2 separate regions of the Mus musculus genome follow, and region 2 is linked to region 1. A link is a contact called in public Hi-C data. All regions are on one chromosome and are shown on one strand. The core of a region is the stretch at or near the end of the contact, and the rest is flanking DNA. Distances in the headings are between cores, read along the strand shown. Region 1 overlaps Macf1 (microtubule-actin crosslinking factor 1). Region 2 overlaps Macf1 (microtubule-actin crosslinking factor 1).

Evidence for each region. Hi-C and Micro-C count contacts between places; a contact is called where the count stands out from the background.
Region 2: a Hi-C map of liver shows a contact between it and region 1, with 2.0 times the contacts expected there. The contact joins two enhancer-like sites. A contact is called at or near these places in 1 of 15 datasets of contacts at CTCF or cohesin (CD8 T cells), 23 of 484 Hi-C or Micro-C datasets (B cells, the G1E-ER4 cell line, the N1E-115 cell line and 17 more), 5 of 115 datasets of contacts at active chromatin or transcription factors (the HPC-7 cell line, embryonic stem cells and extraembryonic endoderm stem cells) and 3 of 9 other capture datasets (adipose tissue, liver and pancreatic islet).

What each region holds. Positions count from the first base shown.
Region 1 is chr4:123,586,617-123,592,472 of GRCm38.p6, reverse strand. The region is part of intron 1 of Macf1 (microtubule-actin crosslinking factor 1); the gene reads left to right. Among named protein-coding and RNA genes, the nearest start is that of Mir6398, 27 kb to the left of the region's middle. Within about 2 kb of position 2,777, at least 91 of the 459 cell types and tissues checked have an H3K27ac peak or open chromatin away from gene starts, as enhancers often do. A contact at or near this core is called in liver, where this site is marked.
Region 2 is chr4:123,644,251-123,650,106 of GRCm38.p6, reverse strand. All of the region lies in intron 1 of Macf1 (microtubule-actin crosslinking factor 1), which reads left to right. It also overlaps the pseudogene Gm35241. Among named protein-coding and RNA genes, the nearest start is that of Gm12925, 19 kb to the left of the region's middle. Within about 2 kb of position 2,831, at least 6 of the 459 cell types and tissues checked have an H3K27ac peak or open chromatin away from gene starts, as enhancers often do. A contact at or near this core is called in liver, where this site is marked.

The DNA.
Region 1 (5,856 bases), core at 1,528-4,027:
CTACAAAAATATATACTTCGGGGAAGGGACTGGGGGGTGGGCTCAGACAAAACTAAGTGATGCATGAAACATCCATAAAGAAACGTGCTACTTTGTAAACTAAAACATAAAATTTAAAGGTTATAATCCCTGAGGACGTTCGGTAGAGAAGCAGGGCACAGGTAGGCTGTTCTTTATTGAGACAAAGTGAGCCAAGTCCCGCAGGGCTGGCGTGCTGCAGGCTGCTTGCCTTCCTCTCAGCTCTTGCACTGCCTGGCCTGGCTGAGTCTCAATGTCTCAAGTCTTAGACCTGTGGTGCTGGGCTGTTTGGGAAACTTGTTAAAAAATGTTGCTGTAAACTTTAGGTGTTAACTTGACACAAGCCTAGGGTAGTCTGAGAAGTGGAAAATCTCAATTGAAGAAATGCCTTGATCAAGATTGGACTGCACCCCTGTTTGTGACACATTTTAAAAATTGATGCAGGAGGATACAGCCCACTGTGGTCAGTATCATCTCTAAGGATGTAGGGCTGGGATGTATAATTAAATTAATGATCAAGCCAGAGGGAGAGCAAATGATCTTTTTAACAAACCGTATTGGCCAGCCTGAGTTACATAGTAAGTTCCAGGGTAGTCTGGATTCTAGCGGAGATCTGGTCTCAGGTAGGTAGGTAGGTAGGTAGGTAGGTAGGTTGATAGATAGATAGAGATAGAAAGAAGTTGAATATGCTCGTGGTATGTGGTAGTATCTAGAAAATGAGAAAACATAACTTAAAAGAAAATGTCTCAATGTAACAGTACAATGAATATACACAAATGGGTTTGTAGTGGTTGGTTTTGTGTTAACTTGACACAAGCTAGAGTCATCAGAGAAGGAGTCTCAGCTGAGGAAATACCTCCATGAGATCTAGCTGTAGGGCATTTTCTCAATTAGTGATGGGGGTGGTGGTGGTGCCCAGCCCGTTGTGAGTGAGGCCATCCGTGGGCTGGTGGTCTTGGTTTCTATATGAAAACAGGCTGGGTAGGGCAACAGCTCCTGGCCTCCAGGTCCTGCCCTGTGTGAGTTCCTGTCCTGGCTTCCTCAGTGATGCACTGCAATGTGGAAGTGGGAACCCAATAAACCCTTTCCTCCCTGTCTTGCTTTTTGGTCGTGGTGTTTCATAATAGCAATAAAACCCTAACTAAGACAATTTTTGTTTGTTTGTTTCCCCAAAGCAGGTGTTTTTCTGTGTATCCCTAGCTGTCCCAAAGCTCACAGGGTGGCCTCAAACTTGGAGATCCGCCAGCTTCTGTCTCCTGAGTTCTGGAAGTGTGTATGCCACCACTACCCAGCTGAAATTGTTTTAAAAGTGAAAAACACTTCATATAATGTGAAAGTATTTGCAAATCATGTTTTTAGTAATGTGCCTATAATTAACACATATGAAGAAAACTTGTAATTCAACAGAAAGAAGATAATTCAATAAAAAACAGGCAGAGGATTGAGTAGCTGTTCTCCAAAGCAAATATACAAATAGCAAGTACAAAGTAAGCATATGAAAATTGTAAACATTACCAGGCCTTAAAGAAATGCAGATTAAGCCATGGTGAGATACACCAACTTCATATTCAGATTGCTATAGCAAGATTGTAAGCCTGGGTTTTTGTTTGTTTTTTTGTTTGTTTGTTTTGTTTTTAAAAGAGATTTATTTATTTGTTTGTATGTGTGTGCATGAGTAAGAGGTGTTTGTGGGGGCCAGCAAATAGATTTGAAAATAAGATGTCAGCTCCTGCTGGACCTGCAATTACCGTAGCTGTGAGCCACCTGATGTTATGAACCAAACTGGGGTCCTCTGGCAGGCAGAGCGGTGATTGCTCTTATCTCTCCAGCCCCGGGTTTACTTACCTTTATTTTCTGTGTATGTGCTTTGCCTGCATGTATGTATGTGCACCATGGGCATGCCTGGTACCCGAGGAAGCCAGAGAGGGACTTGGATCCCTTTGAACTGAAGTTACAGATGGCGTGAGCTGCTATGTGAACACTGGGAATCCAAACTCAGACCGTTGTGCCCAGAGCGTGGATCTTAAACCTGGGATCCTAGTATTTGGAAGTCAGAGGCAGGAAACTCATTGGAAATTTCAGATCAGACAGGGTTACAGAGACCATGTCTACAAAAACAAAACAAAAAAGTGCACATGGGAATAGGTAGAGAAACTGGAACCCTTATTTTGTTGATGGGAATATGAAATATTGCATCTGCTTTAGGAACTTAGCAGTTCTAAAAATATATCCAGGAGAATTGAAAACATACTTTCACAGAAAGGCTTTATAAAGATGTTAATGGCTCAACATGTGTAACAGTGTATACAACCGAATATCCACCAGCTGATGAGTAGATTAAACAAAATGTAGCCATACACTAGAATATATCTTGTTGAACAAAATGCCGATCAGTAGAAGCATGGGCCTACCTTGAGAAGTACATGAGTTTGATTCCATTTATACAGAATAGGCAAACCCCCAGAGACAGTACCTAGGTTCCTGGCTGCTAGAAGCCAGAGGGTCGGGGGGACTGAAAGTGACTGCTGATAAGATGTATGGTTTCTTTTTAGGGATAATGAAATGTCCTACAATTAGATGGTTGCACGATTTTGTGAATATACTAAAATCCTCTGAATTGTAGACTATAAAAATGGTGACTGGTACAGTGTGTTAATTCTCAAAGAAGTTACTGTTAAAAATATTAGAGTAGAGCTGTCATTGCATGGCTCAGCTGGTTCAAGTACCTGCTGCCAAGCCTGATGACTGGAGTTTGATCCCTGGAACCCACACAGTGGAGGGAAAGAACATCTGACCTCCACGTCCATCCCCCCACCACACAAGGAATAAATAAATACATGTAAATTAAGTAAAATTAAAAAAAAAAAACCACCCTGAGGGTGATTTGTACGTCTGAATAGCATTCTGTCAGTTTTTACCTTGCACACTAGGCTACCCTGAATCCTGTAGCTGGAGTGTGGCTATCTTGAGCCCTGGGCAGCGCTGCTACCCGAAACAGGTTTGTAACCATTTACTAAGAGTTACAAGTAAGTTGGTTACAAGTAAGGTGGCATTTTGTAAGCTAAACACTCTGGGGCTGACGTTTTCCTCCCTCCAAGTAACAATGCCCTATTCAACTTCTTACTTCATTCTTTCAACATTTTGTCCCACTGTCGGAGCCAGCTTGGATACTGGTTCCCAGCCACATTCCTAGCTCCAGCAAGAACCACCTCATCCATGAGCTTTCTCTGAAGCATTCTTTCCTGGGTGGTGTGTAAATAAGGTCTGGAAGGGCCTCTGGGTGGCGCCTTCTCCCAGAACACCACTCCAAAAGAATGGCATGCCACAGGCTCCAGCCTGTGTTGGCAGGAAAAGGTGACTCATTTTCATCAAAGGAATTTCAAAGAAAATATAATGACAGGATGATGTCAGAGGAACAGGTGGAGACAGGAACTGTGATTGAGTGTTGAATAGAATGGTTGCCTGGGCAGTGAGAATGATTGACTGGCATAGATCACAGGAAACATCATCACCTGTTTTTTAGTTACCTTCTCAGAAATTCTCGTGTGGGCAGTGTTGTTCATGAGCCCTCAGAGCATGTGGTCGAGTCTGTGCTTGCCTTGGGTGTATCTACCATTGGCCCACAACATCCTGGGCCAGTCATGGACTTTGTTAACTAATGTGCTGTGATCTCATGTGGTTTCTTTCACTCCACACGGCATCCTTCTCTGGCTAGTCAGGTCTGTTTCTGGTAATTGAGTCTCACAGACTTTTTGCTGCTGACCTAGAGGTGCGGCATTTTCTTTAACATAAATACAGGGATTTGCCATGACATCAAAAGCCAGGAGTGCTACCTTATTGCCCAAAGAATTCTGGTTCCCTCCACTGGTTTGAAAAGTTTGATCTTTGGGTTCCCTAACCTAAGTCTTCCCACCCCCACCTTTTTTTTTTTTTGAGTAGAGCGCCCTCCAGTGGTTAACACTGATAAAGCTATTAAAAAGTATGAGTTTTGATACTTTTCATATTGTCAAAGCACTAAAGTTGGTTAAGTACTCAGACTCTTACTTCTATTAGGATTATAAGAGTATGTTCCTAGTCCCCACTATGTTTATATGATTGTACAGTTAGAGGTTAAATCAGTTTACATGACAAGAAAGAACTATTTATTATCTTGTTTGAATTCCAGGCCTCTTAAGGAAGGTCTTGAGGCGATGCTCAGCAGTATTAACTGCTGTTATTTGTTCATCAGAAGGTGCATAGACATAGAGACTTAGGCTGCATGGACTATTCCCAAACTAGAAGATATTACTTCTCCTGAAGATATATCATAAGCAAGACAAAATGTCGAAAAATGCAATTTGAAAGCAAGAGGAGAAAATGTTGCTTGTTTCCTGATAATGTCTTCACACCTGGTGTCTCCTGGCTGGTCAGTCATGAGCTCTACTTTTAGACAGAACTAGTGAGTGCGCTGTGAGTTGAAAACTGGTCACTGGAGTTGAAGGAAGTGAGTCAGGAGAGTGCATCAGGTAGCTGACAGAGAAGGTGCTGACTTCCTGGCCTAGCAATGGTCTCCTCCTTGCCCCCAGCACTTCTCCCTCCTCTCTGTGTGAAAGAACAGATGGTTAACAGAGCTTTAACCTGCAGCGCCAAAGGTCTCAGGGAGAAGTGCTCCCTAGGGTATGTTTAGTTTGGCAGCTCCCAAAGGTAATTGTTGTGATGAAGTTTACGAAGTTATCATTTGACTAACCAGGTCAGATGCATCTGAGCAGAAGTAGTTTGGAACCTCACATGTTCTTGTACCTGGCATCCTTCCCCCTAAAGGACTTTAATGCAGAGGTGGAACATTGACTGGTAATGGAAAACATACTGAGACCCCAGATAATAAAAAGAAAAACCTTAAAAAGTATTTGCTTGGGCTGAAGAGATGGCTCAGCGGTTAAGAGCACTGACTGCTCTTCTGAAGGTCCTGAGTTCAATTCCCAGCAACCACATGGTGGCTCACAACCATCTGTAATGGGAGCTGACGCCCTCTTCTGGTGTGTCTGAAGACAGTGACAGTGTACTTACATAATCAATCAATCAATCTTTGGGCTAGAGCTAAAAGAAAAAGTGTGTGAAGACAGCAACAGTGTATTTACATATAATAAATAAATCTTAAAAAAAAGTATTTGTTCATCTATTCCCTAGTTTTATCACTTTTGTTGATATTCTTCATTTCTGTAGGCTAGCTGGGATTTCTGTATTCCTATAGTCACTTTTCTGACATTTCCAGAAATGTAGATGACCAAAATTCAGAAGAAGTGAATACTCTGTTTCTCCTAGCACCCCATTCAGAAGCTTTATTCTAAAATACTTGTACATTCTTTCCTTTCCACTCTCTTTCTCAATTAGCTTCTCCATTTAGAATGTCAGCTCTTGTTTCAGATTCTTAAAAATCCTCCAGACAATTCCAGGCCTGGCCTCACATGTACAGCTTCTTCTGACTTCTCCAGCAGGCAGTAGCTGTTGATTGAATTTCCTTTTTTAGAAATTGAAAAAAAAATATTTTTTCACTTTATTATATGTGTATATGTGTATACTTGAGAATGCCTGTGTGTATGTGCCAACAGACGTCAGAAGAGAGCATCAGATACCCTGAAATTGAAGTTACAGGCAATTGTCAACCACTATATGGGAGCTAGGAACCACACTCTGGTCTTTTGCAAGAGCATTAAGTTCTCTTAACCTATGAGCCATTCTTTCAGCCCTTGACTGAGTTTACAAAAACCCTTCCAGGGGCTGGCAAGATGGCACTGACTGCTCTTCTGAAGGTTCTGAGTTCAAATCCTAGCAACCACATGGTGCATCACAACCACCCAT
Region 2 (5,856 bases), core at 1,582-4,081, 58 kb before region 1:
GTTGTTGCCTTTGCTTACATATGGTAAGAGCAAAACTGAAGTGCCTGCATTCTTTTTTGTTCCCCCACTTCCCCCTTTCCCGGCAGAGTTTAGAGTTTTTCTGTGTAGCTCTGGCTATCCTGGAACTAACTCACTCTGTAGACCAGGCTGGCCTCAAACTCACAGAAATCTTCCTGCCTCTGCCTCCTAAGTGCTAGGATCAAAGGTGTGCACCACCACTCAGTTTCTTTTTCTTAATTACATCTTGTTTGTTTTCTGACTTTAAAGATGCTATGGTACCGGGGGCTGGAGAGGTAGCTCTGTGGTTAAGAGCCCTGACTACTCTTCCAGAGATTTCCAACACCCACGTGGCAGCACACAATTATCTGTCCGGTCTCAATCAATCCCAGGGGAATCTGATAACTTATGCAGGCTGCAGGCATTGCATGTAATCGGTACACATACATAATATGCAGGCAAAGCACCCATGCATACATAAACATCAAATCAAAACAAACCAAAATGAGATGCTATAGTACCTTCAACAAATAGGCTGATGATGATTAAAAAAGTTCAATAAAAGCTCCAGAGATTGGGAGGTAAGTAATGATTTGATTATGGTCTTTAAATGTAACAATGTTTTTCTTGCCATTCATTCTTTAATTTTTTTTTTTTTTTTTTGTATTTTGAGACAGGGTTTCTCTGAGTAGCTCCGGCTGTCCTGGAACTTACTCTGTAGACCAGGCTGGCCTGGACTCAGAAATCCGCCTGCCTCCCATGTGCTGGGATTAAAGACGTGCGCCCCCACTGGCCCAGCGGCATTCAACAACTTTCATTGCGACTATTTCCTGTGCTTCTTTCCACCTGTCATCTCCTCAGCTCTACTGTTATACAGCAGTCCAAAGCTGTTACCTCTTACTTGGACTGCTACATAGTTGCTATTAATTGGTCTGACTTAACTATTTCTCAGAAAGCTTTTTTTCACATTCAAATCAGAGAAGTAAACCTCAGAAGTATGAAAGTAGCTATGGTCGGCAGCTCTCCACCCCCAAGAATTGGGAAGGTTGAAGCAGAGGGATTGTATGGAATTTGAGACCAGTCTTACAGTCTTACCTATAGAGTGATGCCTCCATTTTCTTTTTTTTTTTTTTAAAGATTTATTTATTATATGTAAGTACACTGTAGCTGTCCTCAGACACTCCAGAAGAGGGCATCAGATTTCGTTACAGATGGTTGTGAGCTACCATGTGGTTGCTGGGATTTGAACTTGGGACCTTCAGAAGAGCAGTCGGCACTCTTAACCATCGAGCCATCTCACCAGCCCGAGGCCTCCATTTTCTACAACAAAAAATACAAAATTGCTGGGCTTGGTGGTGCACGCCTTTAATCCCAGCACTCTGGAGACAGAGGCAGGTGGATTTCTGAGTTCAGTTTGAGGCCAGCCTGGTCTACAAAGTGAGTTCCAGGACAGCCAGAGCTACCCAGAAAAACCCTGTCTCGAAAAAACAAAACAAAAAACCAAAAACCAAAACAACAACAACAACAACAAAAAAATAATCAGGTAGAATTTTTTTTTTTTTTTTTTTTGGCTTAAAAAGTCCTACCATGGACCCAGAGAGATGGTTTAAGGCCTGCCTAAGATACTGAATGAGTCTACCCTGGGCAACTTTTAGTGAGATCTATCACAAAATTTATAAAGGAGAAGAAATATAAAAGGCTGGGGGTGTAGTTTCATGGCCGAGTGTACGCCTAGGTGTGGGAGGCTCAGGATTCAGTACCCAGTACAAACCAGAAGCAAAAGCTTCCTTAGCAAGTCCCCATTGCCTGTGTGATAATGACTGAATCCACAACAAAGCCTGTGGTAGTTCAGTTCTGCCTCTTGGCCTTTTCCTTGCTCTTTTCTCTTTATCACTGTGAAGCCATGTTCAGCTTCCTTAGCTTGCAGGGGTGGAGAATGTTGCTGTGTTTGCTTTGCTTATATTTTGTTTCTCTCTTGAAATTCTTTTGTACCTGTTAAACTAACCTGTCAGCAGGATGTTAAACACAATTCAAGCTAGGCCTTGGTAGTACAGGCTGAATTCTCAGCTACTGGAGAGAGTTGGGCTAGGAGTAATAACTAGGTCAAGGCCTACCTAGCTAGGCAACTTAATGAAACCTGCTTTGAAATAAAGAACCTAAAAGTTAACTGGTAGGGCACTTGTCTAGCAGACGTGAGACCCTGGGTTCAATGTCCAGTACTGCCGAAGCCATGGGGAAACAGCCCAGTAACCAGGCAATCATTGTTAGGAAATGCTTCTCTCGGTTGTGTATAACTTCATTACTTATGTGCTTGCCTTTTCGCACTAGACTCTCTGTTCCCTAGCTGTGCTTAGCATTGCATTTAGGATGTACAGGTACAGCATACATGCTGATGAATGAACACTGTACACACAGATTCCTCACACAAAGTAAAACCTTGTCTAAAATGAGAGTATACTATAGCTTAATGACTGCGCTTATTCTAAATGCTTGGAACCAGAAGTATTTTGATAGACTTTTAAAAGTAATTTACTTTTGTGTGCACTGGTGTTCTCTGCCTGTATGTATGTCTGTGTGAGGGTATTGGATCCCTGGACTGGAATTACAGACAGTTGTGAGCTGCCATGAGAAGGGAATTGAACCTGGGTCCCTTAGAAGAGCAGCCAGGCTTTTAACTGCTGAGTTATCTCTTTAGCAATCAGTGCCCCTCTGCGTATTTCGAAATTTTTGAGTTTGAAGATTTCTTTTTTTTTTTGATGGTGGAGATTGAAGCCAGGCCCCAGGCATGCAAAGCATGTGCTCTGCCTCTGAACTACACTCTTATCTCTAAAGCAGTTCTAGTGAACCCTGTTTGTGTACTTTCTCACCTGAGGTCAAGTGTAGAATTTTCATTTATGAGATCATGTAGATTTTTAGAGAGTTTTGGCTTTGGCATCATTTTGGACTTAAGTTTTTTGTTTTTGTTTTTGTTTTTCAAGACAGGATTTCTCTGTAGCCTTGGCTGTCCTGGAACTCACTTTGTAGACCAGTCTAGCCTTGAACTCAGAAATCCGATTGCCTCTGCCTCCCAAGTGCTGGGATTAAAGGCATGCGCCACCACGCCAGCTTGGACTTCAGTTTTTAATTAGAGGTGTTCAACCTGTGTTTAGATGATAGAAGACATTTTGTTATCCTAAGGACAATGACATGAGATCTTGAGGATTGTGTATTATTTTTGTACTTTAAAGTTTCAATTCAGGGTCTAGCCTTGGCAATTCCAGTACTTTGGAGGCAGAGGTGGGAAGATTGCCACAAATTTGAACCCAGGTTGGTTTACTTTTCAGTAACCCTATAGTTTACTATAGGTTAAAACTGTGGAGTTCCAGGCCAGTTAGGATTACAGCGAGACCTAGCATCAAAACACAATAAATGGATAGATGGATGGAGAGACAGACAATTCAAAATTTTCAGTTTGGGAATAACAAAACAAAATTAGCTTTAGAGGGGCTGGAGAGATGGCTCAGTGATTAAGAGCACTGACTGCTCTTCCAGAGGTCCTGAGTTCAAATCCCAGCAACCAAACGATGGCTCACAACCATCTGTAATGAGCTCTGATGTCCTCTTCTGGTATGTCTGAAGACAGCTACAGTGTACTTATATATAATAAATAAATATTTTTTAAAAAGTTAGCTTTAGAAACACAGCCATGGCTAGTCTAGTGGGTATTTGTAGAGGCATCTCTGGATCCTGAAGGCTGACAGCTTCCTAATAAATCCCAAGGCTTGATCTTCTTTTAGTTTGTTGCTTAAGAAAACATCAAATGTCACATTTTTTCTTCAATGTGAATTACTTCATACAGTATTGTCAAGAAAAGGACCAGAAGAATTTTTTTAAAGATTTATTTTATTTATATGAATACATGGTAGCTGTCTTCAGACACACCAGAAGAGGGCGTTAGATCTCATTACAGATGATTGTGAGCCACCATGTGGTTGCTGGGAATTGAACTCAGGACCTCTGGAAGAACAGTCAGTGCTCTTAACCACTGAGCCACTAGAAGGATTTTTTGATGACAAAGATTTGTGTGTGTGTGTGTGTGTGTGTGTGTGAGAGAGAGAGAGAGAGAGAGAGAGAGAGAGAGAGAGAGAGAGAGAGAGAGAGAGAGAGAGAGAGGTGGGGGGTGTCAAATCTGGAGCTTCATGGACCTACTAGCAGCAAAGGAACAAAAGTAATGAAGGCCCACACAAGCTTTGATATGTCCCACTGAAGGGAAAAAACATGCTTCTAACTCTAGAGCAGGAGGCCAGACAGAGATTGCCAATGCCTTGTTCAGAGCACTTAGAAAAGGTTGTTGCTTCCATGGATGCTTTGGGTAAAGCTGCCCAGGGGAGGGAAGATGCTTATGCCATCTTTAGACTGGTTAAGACAGTGAGACCTGGTGCTTAGAAAAGGGGCATTTGTTGAATGACTCATCTGGCACAAATTCAAGCTGTGGCCTCTAACTTGGGACCTAAATAAAAGATATAACAGGAAAGGATTCTTTGTGATGCCTTATGTGGATTGTTTTGTCAGACTAAGAGTTGAGCAACAAGCCCACATTGAAGCAAGAAAGAAAGGTTTACAGAAGTCCAGAGGTCAGGCATTGTCCTAGATGCTGTCCAGGAGTATGGTTTCGTTGTTCTTGCAGCACAGTCTGAGTTCTCGAATCTGGTGAGCAGTTTAGAAAGGAATGTTCCAGCCAGGTGTGGTGGCACAGGCTTCTAATTCCAGCACTTGTGAGGCAGAGGCAGGTGGGTCTCTTGAGTTCAAGGTTAGCTTGGTCTTCAGAGCAAATTGTCCTAGGACAGCCAGGTTTACACAGAGAAACGGTGTATGGTGATGGGGTGGGGTGGGGTGTTCTTGTTAAAAAATAAGTAAAATAAACCCAAAATTAACCATTCTCCCTAAAAAAAAAAAAAGCAAAGATATTTGTTCACTAGCTCTAATTATCCTTTAGCTCTTAGAAGAGTACCTGTCTGGTATGACAGATGTAAATTCTCACCCTTTTTACTGATAAGAGACTGGTAAGAACCTAGTAACTAGTTCAAGGTCAGGTGGCCATTAGTATTAAAACCAACTCTCTTCCCTTGTTGAGGCAGTTTACCTATGTAGCCCAGCCTGGTCCTCCAGCCCTAGCCTTTCTAAGAGTCTGGGATCACAGATCTGTGATATCACACTGAGTTGTTGTTGTTTTGGAGCTGGAGAGAGCTCAGTAGTTAAGAGCACTAGCTGCTCTTGCAGAGAACCCAGGTTCACAGCACCTACATGCTGCCTTACAGCTATGAGTAAGTTCAGTTCCTGGGGATCCAGCACCCTCTTCTGACCTCTGTGGACAACAGGCATGCATGCAATGTATTTACATACTCGCAGACAAAACACACATTAAATAAATATTTTTTTTAAAGTTTGGAAAAGGACTGGAGAGATGGCTCAGTGGTTGAAAGCACTGACTGCTCTTCCAGAGGTCCTGAGTTCAATTCCCAGCAACCACATAACCACATGGTGGCTCACAACCATCTGTAATGGGATCTGATGCCCCCTCCTCCTCCTTCTTTTCTTTTCTTTTCTTTTCTTTTCTTTTCTTTTCTTTTTTCTTTTTTTTTTTTTGAGACAGGGTTTCTCCGTATAGCCCTGGCTGCCCTGGAACTCACTTTGTAGACCAGGCTGGCCTCGAACTCAGAAATCTACCTGCCTCTGCCTCCCAAGTGCTAGGATTAAAGGCGTGGGCCACCACTGCCTGGCTTTGATGCCCTCTTCTGAAGGCAGCTACAGTGTACTCCTATACATAAAATAAAATAAATAAATAAATGAATTATTTATTTATTTATTTATTTATTTATT